3 separate regions of the Mus musculus genome follow, and regions 2 and 3 are each linked to region 1. A link is a contact called in public Hi-C data. All regions are on one chromosome and are shown on one strand. Each heading gives the region's core, a stretch centred on a gene start, on an enhancer-like site or on the middle of the called end of the contact. The rest is flanking DNA. Distances are from core to core; before and after follow the strand shown.

Region 1 (2,700 bases), core at 76-2,575:
GGTAGTACAGTTTAGCTGGCTGAGTGCTTGCCTAGCATAGCAAATTGATTCAAAAAAATTGAGTCAAAATTCAAAAGGCTCCAAGTTCAGTCCCAGTACCACAAAAACTGAACTGGCACACACTTATAACCACAGCATTCAACAGATGGAGATGTGACTCAGACAGGCCTTGAACTCACTGTGTAGCCCAAGCTACCCTCAAACTCCTGCTTACTCCTGCCTATTTTCGGGATTACTGATATATGTCACCATGGCCAGCCAGAGCCAATCTTAAAATGAAAAAAAAAAAAAAATCTAGAAGTAAAAGCTATTCTTCAATAGTATGTATACCTTAAATATCAGCATTCCTTTCGGCTACAAACTTTAGTGTCCTCAGTCCTGTTAAAACAGAACTCTCACTCTTTTTTTCAGGTGCCTCCATTGCCCTGATGGACAAAGAAGGACTAACAGCCCTTAGCTGGGCTTGTCTGAAGGGCCATCTCTCAGTAGTACGCTCTCTGGTGGATAACGGGGCTGCTACAGACCATGCAGACAAGAATGGCCGTACCCCACTGGACCTAGCAGCTTTCTACGGTGATGCTGAGGTGGTAAGTACCTTTAAACAGGCCTCAGGAGAGAAAGGATAGGGGTGCTATCCACCAAGAATGCTATCTAGGATCAAATGCGAAATACTGTTTTGATAGTTCTAACTTAGACTCTTCAGAGGACGAGAATATACAAAACATTATTCAAAAGCAAGAATATCACTGTGACTTGAAATCAGAGAGAGAGAGAGATACTGGTTCAGACAAGCAGTTTGAAAGGGGCAAGCTGTATCCATTGTACCTGTTAAGTGTTCTGCTTGTTCCTTTCCTAGGTCCAGTTCCTGGTAGATCATGGGGCCATGATTGAGCATGTTGACTACAGTGGAATGCGTCCTTTGGATAGGGCAGTGGGTTGCCGGAACACGTCTGTTGTAGTAACTCTACTGAAAAAAGGAGCCAAAATAGGTAAGAGAAAGAGAGATGATATTGACCATCTGTGCCCAGGGGCCAGTGGTCTGGCTTTCCTGGGTTTTTTGGAGTGAATGTATCTAGTTCTCCCTCTGCCCTGGTCCAATTACTGCCCAAGTGAACAAAAGGCTACTGGCCCAGAGAGAGTACATCTGAGCCATAGTCATGAAACCCTGTATCCAGAGTCACATGACTCTCTGCCCTGCCCTTTGTAGCTTGAGCCAGGAGGCTGCGCTGAGCTTATGCACATCTTCGCGCTGCCTGTGCACTGGCCCCACCCTTTGAGCATCCTGGTTCCCTGCAGCACCATAAGCCTTTGCTTTCCTTTGCTCTCCGTGCTTCACTCTCCAGCCCCTGCCGCTGCTCTCCCAGCTGCTCCCCCACCCACACACTGTAGACAGGGTTGCTGATGTGCTGGCTTTTGCTGCCTGCCTCTCACTGCTGCTTTTCCTTCTTTTTTTGTTTTTTTTTTTTCTTTTTTTTTTTTTTCACCTTCATCCATTTTTTTTTCCTTTCCTACAACTTTTTGTTTTCTCCTTTCTTTGAAGGTTGTCAGACGTTACCGAGTCGCCCACGAGGTATATTTCACCGCTGTCAGCATCAGGCGTGGTCTGATGGCTTGGTCAGCTTTGCCTTCTCCTCTTTGATTTAGCCTGCATGAGTTCCCTACACCTCTAATCTTTTAATTTACTTCACCTTAAAAGAAGATTTTTTAATGACTGTTGCAGAGAATAACTTGAACTTTTTGATAACTAACCCTGAAAAGTTTAGTTGGTAAATAATCCAGTCATCTGTAAACTAATCAATTTAACTATTCTTTTCTCTCGTGAGTGAAGTAGTCTTCTTAATGTTTATTTCATATCTGTTGACATTAGAATTATGCCCCTGGTTCCAAGTGAATCCTAGGGAGTCCTTTTTGGTACTTAGCTCTAAGGAGCCTTTAGAGCACTTACGGAGGGTCCCCTTCTACAGAGTGCACACTTCAAAATTGATTCTACGTGGGAGTGTTCTATCTCAGACAGAAAATAAATTATTCTTTTTTGGCTTTTTCTAGTCTCATGGTAACCTTTAGTATAAATTCTTTCTTCCAACTTCCTGATTTAAAATCATTTCAGACTAAGCCATTATGTGCTCACGTGTACCACACAGGTGTTACTGTCTCCTGTGGCACGAGCTTGGACACTTCAGATATTCTTATTTTAAGGTGAATACAAACAAATCAAATGCAGCTTCTCGGCAATGGGAGTCACTGAATACTCCCAGGTCTAGAAGATGAGGTAATTATTGTGGACAAGTTGTTCTCTCAGCAGAAATTCCCCAGGATATTTTTTTCCACCCAGCTTCCTACCACCTTACATTGTATGAGTTCTTTACCCATCATGCATCCTGTACACTACAGGTCCAGCCACATGGGCGATGGCCACCTCCAAACCAGACATCATGATCATCCTGTTGAGCAAGCTGATGGAAGAGGGGGACATGTTTTATAAGGTGAGGGCGGGAGGAACTGCTTTTTACGTGTAGAATCTTGAAAACTTGAAAGTTTTCATTCTTTTCTGTACAGGCAAAGTAGAAACTAATTGCCTGGTCCTGGACTCCTAATTTAGGGGTCCTGAGGTTTTTTTTGCTTTCCTGGTAAAAGAGCAAAACATTCTGGTTTTAACTGGTCACTTAATAGTTCAGTAACAGGTTTTTCTCAGAATCTTCT
Region 2 (2,700 bases), core at 130-2,629, 420 kb before region 1:
ACATGAAGCCCTGAGCTCAGCCCTAACATGACCCCCACTGAACGATTCTCAGCAATTATTCCGGAGCCACAGAACATGAATTCGGAGATTTGTATCTGACTTCTTCTGGACTAGATTCTTTCTACTCACAGGGATTGATTGTATCCTCTGATCTCACTACTGCTTGGGGTTTTGAAAGAAATAAGAGAAATGAAAAAGGAGTTTTAAAAGAAAAATGAGATGAAGGGAAAAGAGAGGAGGGTTAAAGCGCCTGGCTCCGAGAACTTTTTAAGGCAGTTTGAACACATTTAGAGGCAGAAATTGGAATTAAATTTGACCAAAGCAAAATCAGCAGGCTGCTTCTCTATCTAAGGCACTGACATGAACTGAAGTAAATAGGAGCCGGCTTTGAAAGCAGCTGATTGCAATGAGGCAGCACAGAGCAACCCATCCGAATTCCACACTCATCAGGGTCCTTGGTGATCGGGACGCTTTTTTATCTTTGGGGACAGGACTCTGACCTTTCTTGCCTTGTGGCATCTGTCCATCTCTGTAAAGAGAAACCTTTTACTCATCCTGTGTTCTTCCCCTTTTTATAACACAGCCTCCCTGCCTTCTCCTGGGTGAGGGAGATGATTTCCTGTTCCAAGTACTACGCAGCCAGAGCTGTCCCTCAAATGTCACAGGTTCTCCAGCTGCAGTACAGCCTGTGCTCGGCTTCTTGTCTCCTCACTTTTCTCCCCTCTTAGAGAACTTCATGGCTGCAGCCCAGTGGTGGACTGAGCAGCGCTGGTCGAGCTAGAGACTACAGATCTTTAGTAGCCAGGGTCCTGTACATGTTAAGCAAGTGCTTTCCCTCTGAACTGAACCTCTGATGGCGCCATGCTTTTAACAAATGTGCTAATACCTGCTCTCCAGCCCCACAGAGGAGTCTCAGGTTCACTAACACAGGGTTCCTTGAGTCACCAAGCAGATGCAACTTATAAAGACCTCCACAGTATCAACCTGAGATGGGACCTGTTGAGCCATTTTCATTTTGTGAACTATTTTTATAGATGTCTCTTCTGCTCCATTTTGGCATAAATGAAACAAAGTTGTTGTTTTTGTTTTGTTTTGTTTCTTTTTTTTAAAAGAGTCATATTCGACTCTTGGTATTTGCAAGCTTCATTTCTCAACTCTAGAAATTTATCAGATATGTATCACGGGTGGAATAAAATTAATTTTCCCACCCACAGTAGTTCATTAGTAAAGTAAGGCAAGAATTTAATGGATTTGTGCTTGGAATGCCTAAAATTATTTCACCATAACAAAAGGTCTTGAAAGACTAAGAAAACGCAAGATGACAATTAAATTGCCTCTCTGAACTGCATGGCTGTACCGCAGGCAAACGGCATCTTAAAATAGCTCATTGTAGAGCTAAAAAAGAGGGAGAAACACATGAAGGAGGCACAAAGGTGTTGCACACGGAGTGGAAAGCTTTTTAAAAATACCAACACGATGAGTTTGCTTTGCTTGCAGCCAAGTCCCAGATTTTCAGGATCCTTCCTGCTTTCATATCCTCTGTGTGGGGGTGTGACTTGCTTCAGTTAGAATCCTCTGCAAGCCGAAGAGTAAACCTTCATCCTTCCCAAATCTACAGAAAAGCTTTGTAGTCTGCATGTGTTGAAACCCACTAATTAACAATTTGACACTCCCTATGTGTGTGTGTGTAGATTAACAGGGCATGGCAGAGAGGGACATCTTTGAAACATTATCCCCAGGCCTTGCTATAGAACGCCAGGCTTTTAGATCATGTCAGAGGTAGAAGGGATCCTGGTGGCCATCTAAGCCAAGAACCTCTTTTAAAGATGAAGAAAGGAGATGTGGAGAGGGTTAACTGAGGTTCAAGGGCGACAGCCAGTTAGAGGTCAAATGAGAAGAGCCCTGGTTTCCCTTCGATAGAGCATCCGAACACCAGTTCTTGCTTATTAACTTGATAAAGGCTTGCCAGAGAAGACTGCAGCATGAATCCATTGTCTAGCTATTAGTCTTTATTAAGGCGTCTAATTGAAAGCAATTCGGCTCGCTGGAACTGTCCTCTGTAGCAGAATTCTTCACTGGTGTTTGCATATTGTGTCCTTTGCTCACATTCAAAGCCCAGGTCTGACAGCATTTTCTCCTGGATCCTGGGGCAAACAACCTCCTTTGGTGGGTTGTACCCACAAGGCCAGCTGTGACCCTCCTCAGGATGAGGAGGTTCTGGAACTTCTGGGTCCCCTGAGGTTTGTTTGTTTCAGTCATACCTCCCCCAATGGCCACTCCCTCCCCCTCACTTCCAGTCCCTCACCCCCACCACCAGGTTGTAGGGCAAAGGATCAAATACATATTCTTTTTCTGTTATCCACAAGCATTCATCAAACAACTGTTTTCACTCTACGGCTTTCCCAGATGCTTGTATTTTTATTGTCTGATGTTATAAAAAAAAATTCTTTCAAGTGATAATTGTCTTTCAGAAGGTCAAGAATTGGTGTTCAGATGTAGAATTCACTGTCTCCTGCCATTTTATTGGAAGAGGTCAACATGTAAGTTAGTGCTGGGCACTTGACAGGTTTAAAACCCCCAAGACATGAGGGGCCCCATCCTCACAAGTTCATCCAGTCTGAAATAAACTAAACCAACATACAGAAATAACTAGAAATTTTAGGTAGCTTGTTATTAATCAAATTACCATTTGGGTCAACG
Region 3 (2,700 bases), core at 89-2,588, 490 kb before region 1:
AGCACTCAGGAGGCTGAGGCAGGAGAATGAGGAGTTCGAGGATAGCTTGGGCCACAGAAACCAAACCACTACCAATAACAACAAAATTATACCAGGGAAGTAAGATGTGTAGGACTGACCCTGAACTCAACATGGGGGGAGGGAGATGCGGGGGTGGGGGTGGGGGGGGGAGTAGACTGTCAGATTTTAATGATATACACACTGAAGGAAGAATAAAGGGCCAAGCTGGGGGCTTAAGCTGGGGACTTTAGCGGGGGAGAGGGGGAGGCTGTGATCAGCTTGAGGTGTCTTTTTCAGATACCCAGGTAGAGGGAGTGAGAGGCAGTAGAGTTTTAAATCTGGAAATCGAAAGTGGGGTTTGAGCTGGAAGTGTAGATTTGGGAGTCTCTGGTAGTTAACCCCTCAACGCTGGCAGTTACAATGTTAAAGATAACTTTAAGAAAGCACACAGAGAGAAGGCAGCTTGGTGAGGCATGAGCTTGGATGGTGACAAGTGACATCTTTACAATCACACTCTACCCAGCTCCACCTGCAAGCTAAGCTGCAGGCGCCCAGCCACTGTAGTATGAGCAGGACCTGAGATTTCTGTCACCCGTGAAAGTCACAGATATTTTCACATCTCAGTACATTTTTTGCGGATGTCTCAAAATACCCTCTTCGCCCATCGCTTGTTAACTAACGTGTTAATAAGGAAGCACATACATTACAGAATCACAATTTTCTAAAAATATTTTGATGACTATTTCCATAAAAGTGGTTTCCTTTGAAAGCCCGTGTCTTATTTTTTGCCTGAAAACAATTCTAAGGAAATGAGTCTAAAGAGTTCACCGTGAGGCTCAGGAGATTTGTGGCTCAGAGGCTAAGAACGACCCTGCCCCCAACCCCAGGTAGAGAGTAAGATTAGAGCCACACCCTGAGGACCCCAGGATTCAGGAACAGTGTGGAGGAAGATGAGAAGAGGAGAGAAAGATAAAGTGCCTGCCGAGATGGGGAGGAAGTCAGGGCAAGAGTGGCTCTAAGGCCGCCGTCCCCCAGGGGGTGGTACTGGTGTGTGTGTGTGTGTGTGTGTGTGTGTGTGTGTGTGTGTGTGTGTGAGTGTGGCCAGCACCACACAAAGCTGCTCTGTGGGGAGATGTGGAAGTCACTTGACAAAGAGCATTTCTGGAGAACGACATGTGTGTGGAAACCAGATTGGAGTGGGCTGAGGAGAGAGGAGGAGGTGGGGAAATGGAGTCAGGCAGTGTAAATAATTCTTTGGGGAACTTGGGGTGTGAAGGAGAAGTTAGTGGAGGGGAGCGGGGGAAGGAAGGCTGTTCTGTCTCTTTTTAGATCATGACTACATGCTGATGGGAAAGCCCTCTGCAGGGTTGGCTGACGCAAGCAGCAGGGAAGGGCTGGACACGAGTGGGGGGATCCTAAGCACAGAGGGAGAGTTGGAAGTGGGTGAAAATAAGGAGTGAGGAGGAAGAGGAGATGGATTGGAAGCCTGGGAGAAAGGTTCTAGGTAAAGGAGCTGAGCAGCCTTGAGAACTACCTGGAGATTGCTGGCCCTGAGCCCATGCAAAGTCGCTGACATTTTCTTTAGCGGTAATGAATGAGATCCTTTGGGGTGACAATAACATGCAGGATGTGCCTCTGTGTGTGTGTGTGTGTGTGTGTGTGTGTGTGTGTGTAAAGGAAGAGGACACTTGAGACGCCTTGAGAACTGTGAGGCCAGGGTGTGGCTTGGTTATCTAAATGGATGCTGAAGTCATTAGATAATGTGTCTGGAGATCAGGAAGGGGACAGCAGAGAACCAATTGCCTGTCAGAGCCTCACTGAATAAGGGAGAGTAATCAGGAGACCAGCAGGAATGGCAAGAGGAGAAGAAGATGGAATCCAGCTGCACAAGCCAACGAAATGCAGGAACTGTGCTCTGGGAGCAGCAGCGTAGAGTCCTTCTCTTTCCTGGTCCTGAGGGCAGGAGTTAAAGTCATACAAACAGCACCCCTTGCAGGGGCAGTGTCGGGTAAGAGGCCATCTTCCTAACACCGAGATGGAGAAAGAACCTCTTGAGAAAAGACTCATGTACATTTCCTGTAACCTGACAGCCAGGTTGCTCACCACTTCTGCTTCCAACTCCCACGGCAGGATCTGAGTTCAAATCTAAAATTATCATTTTCTGTGAAGCTTTCCCTTGCTTTTGTTCCATCCATCCATCCATCCATCCATCCATCCATCCATCCATCCATCTTTCCATCCATCCATCCATCCATCCATCCATCCATCCATCCATCCATCCATCCATCTTTCCATCCATCCATCCATCCACCCATCTAGCCAATCATTTATGGTCCCACTATGTAACTTAGGTTGACCCACTGGGTACCAGGTTTACAGGTGTATGCCACCTGTACTGGCTAGTTTTGTGTCAACTTGACACAGCTGGAGTTACCACAGAGAAAGGCACTTCAGTTGAGGAAATGTCTCCATGAGATCCAGCTGTAAGGCATTTTCTCAATTAATGATCAAGGGGGAAAGGCCCCTTGTGGGTGGAACCATCTCTGGACTGGCAGTCTTGGGTTCTATAAGAGAGCAGGCTGAGCAAGCCAGGGGAAGCAAGCTAGTAAGGAACATCCCTCCATGGCTTCTGCATCAGCTCCTGCTTTCTGACCTGCTTAAGTTCCAGGCCTGACTTCCTTTGGTGATGAACAGCAGCAT

Evidence for each region. Hi-C and Micro-C count contacts between places; a contact is called where the count stands out from the background.
Region 2: a Hi-C map of cerebral cortex shows a contact between it and region 1, with 4 times the contacts expected there. The contact joins two enhancer-like sites. A contact is called at or near these places in 1 of 15 datasets of contacts at CTCF or cohesin (pro-B cells), 6 of 484 Hi-C or Micro-C datasets (Sertoli cells, cerebral cortex, cortical neurons and 2 more), 6 of 115 datasets of contacts at active chromatin or transcription factors (SST interneurons, differentiating embryonic stem cells, embryonic fibroblasts and 2 more) and 2 of 9 other capture datasets (embryonic stem cells and pancreatic islet).
Region 3: a contact with region 1 is called in a Hi-C map of cortical neurons, with 4 times the contacts expected there. The contact joins two enhancer-like sites. A contact is called at or near these places in 1 of 484 Hi-C or Micro-C datasets (cortical neurons) and 4 of 115 datasets of contacts at active chromatin or transcription factors (SST interneurons, bone marrow-derived macrophages, embryonic fibroblasts and 1 more).

What each region holds. Positions count from the first base shown.
Region 1 is chr11:105,912,501-105,915,200 of GRCm38.p6, forward strand. Tanc2 (tetratricopeptide repeat, ankyrin repeat and coiled-coil containing 2) reads left to right here. Exons shown (of 26, transcript NM_181071.3): 21 at 412-587; 22 at 857-989; 23 at 2,392-2,483. Among named protein-coding and RNA genes, the nearest start is that of Cyb561, 31 kb to the right of the region's middle. Within about 2 kb of position 1,326, at least 19 of the 459 cell types and tissues checked have an H3K27ac peak or open chromatin away from gene starts, as enhancers often do. A contact at or near this core is called in SST interneurons, cerebral cortex and cortical neurons, where this site is marked.
Region 2 is chr11:105,496,247-105,498,946 of GRCm38.p6, forward strand. No RefSeq gene overlaps it. Among named protein-coding and RNA genes, the nearest start is that of Gm35828, 11 kb to the right of the region's middle. Within about 2 kb of position 1,380, at least 20 of the 459 cell types and tissues checked have an H3K27ac peak or open chromatin away from gene starts, as enhancers often do. A contact at or near this core is called in SST interneurons, cerebral cortex and cortical neurons, where this site is marked.
Region 3 is chr11:105,419,598-105,422,297 of GRCm38.p6, forward strand. All of the region lies in intron 4 of Marchf10 (membrane associated ring-CH-type finger 10), which reads right to left. Among named protein-coding and RNA genes, the nearest start is that of Gm39417, 29 kb to the right of the region's middle. Within about 2 kb of position 1,339, at least 35 of the 459 cell types and tissues checked have an H3K27ac peak or open chromatin away from gene starts, as enhancers often do. A contact at or near this core is called in cortical neurons, where this site is marked.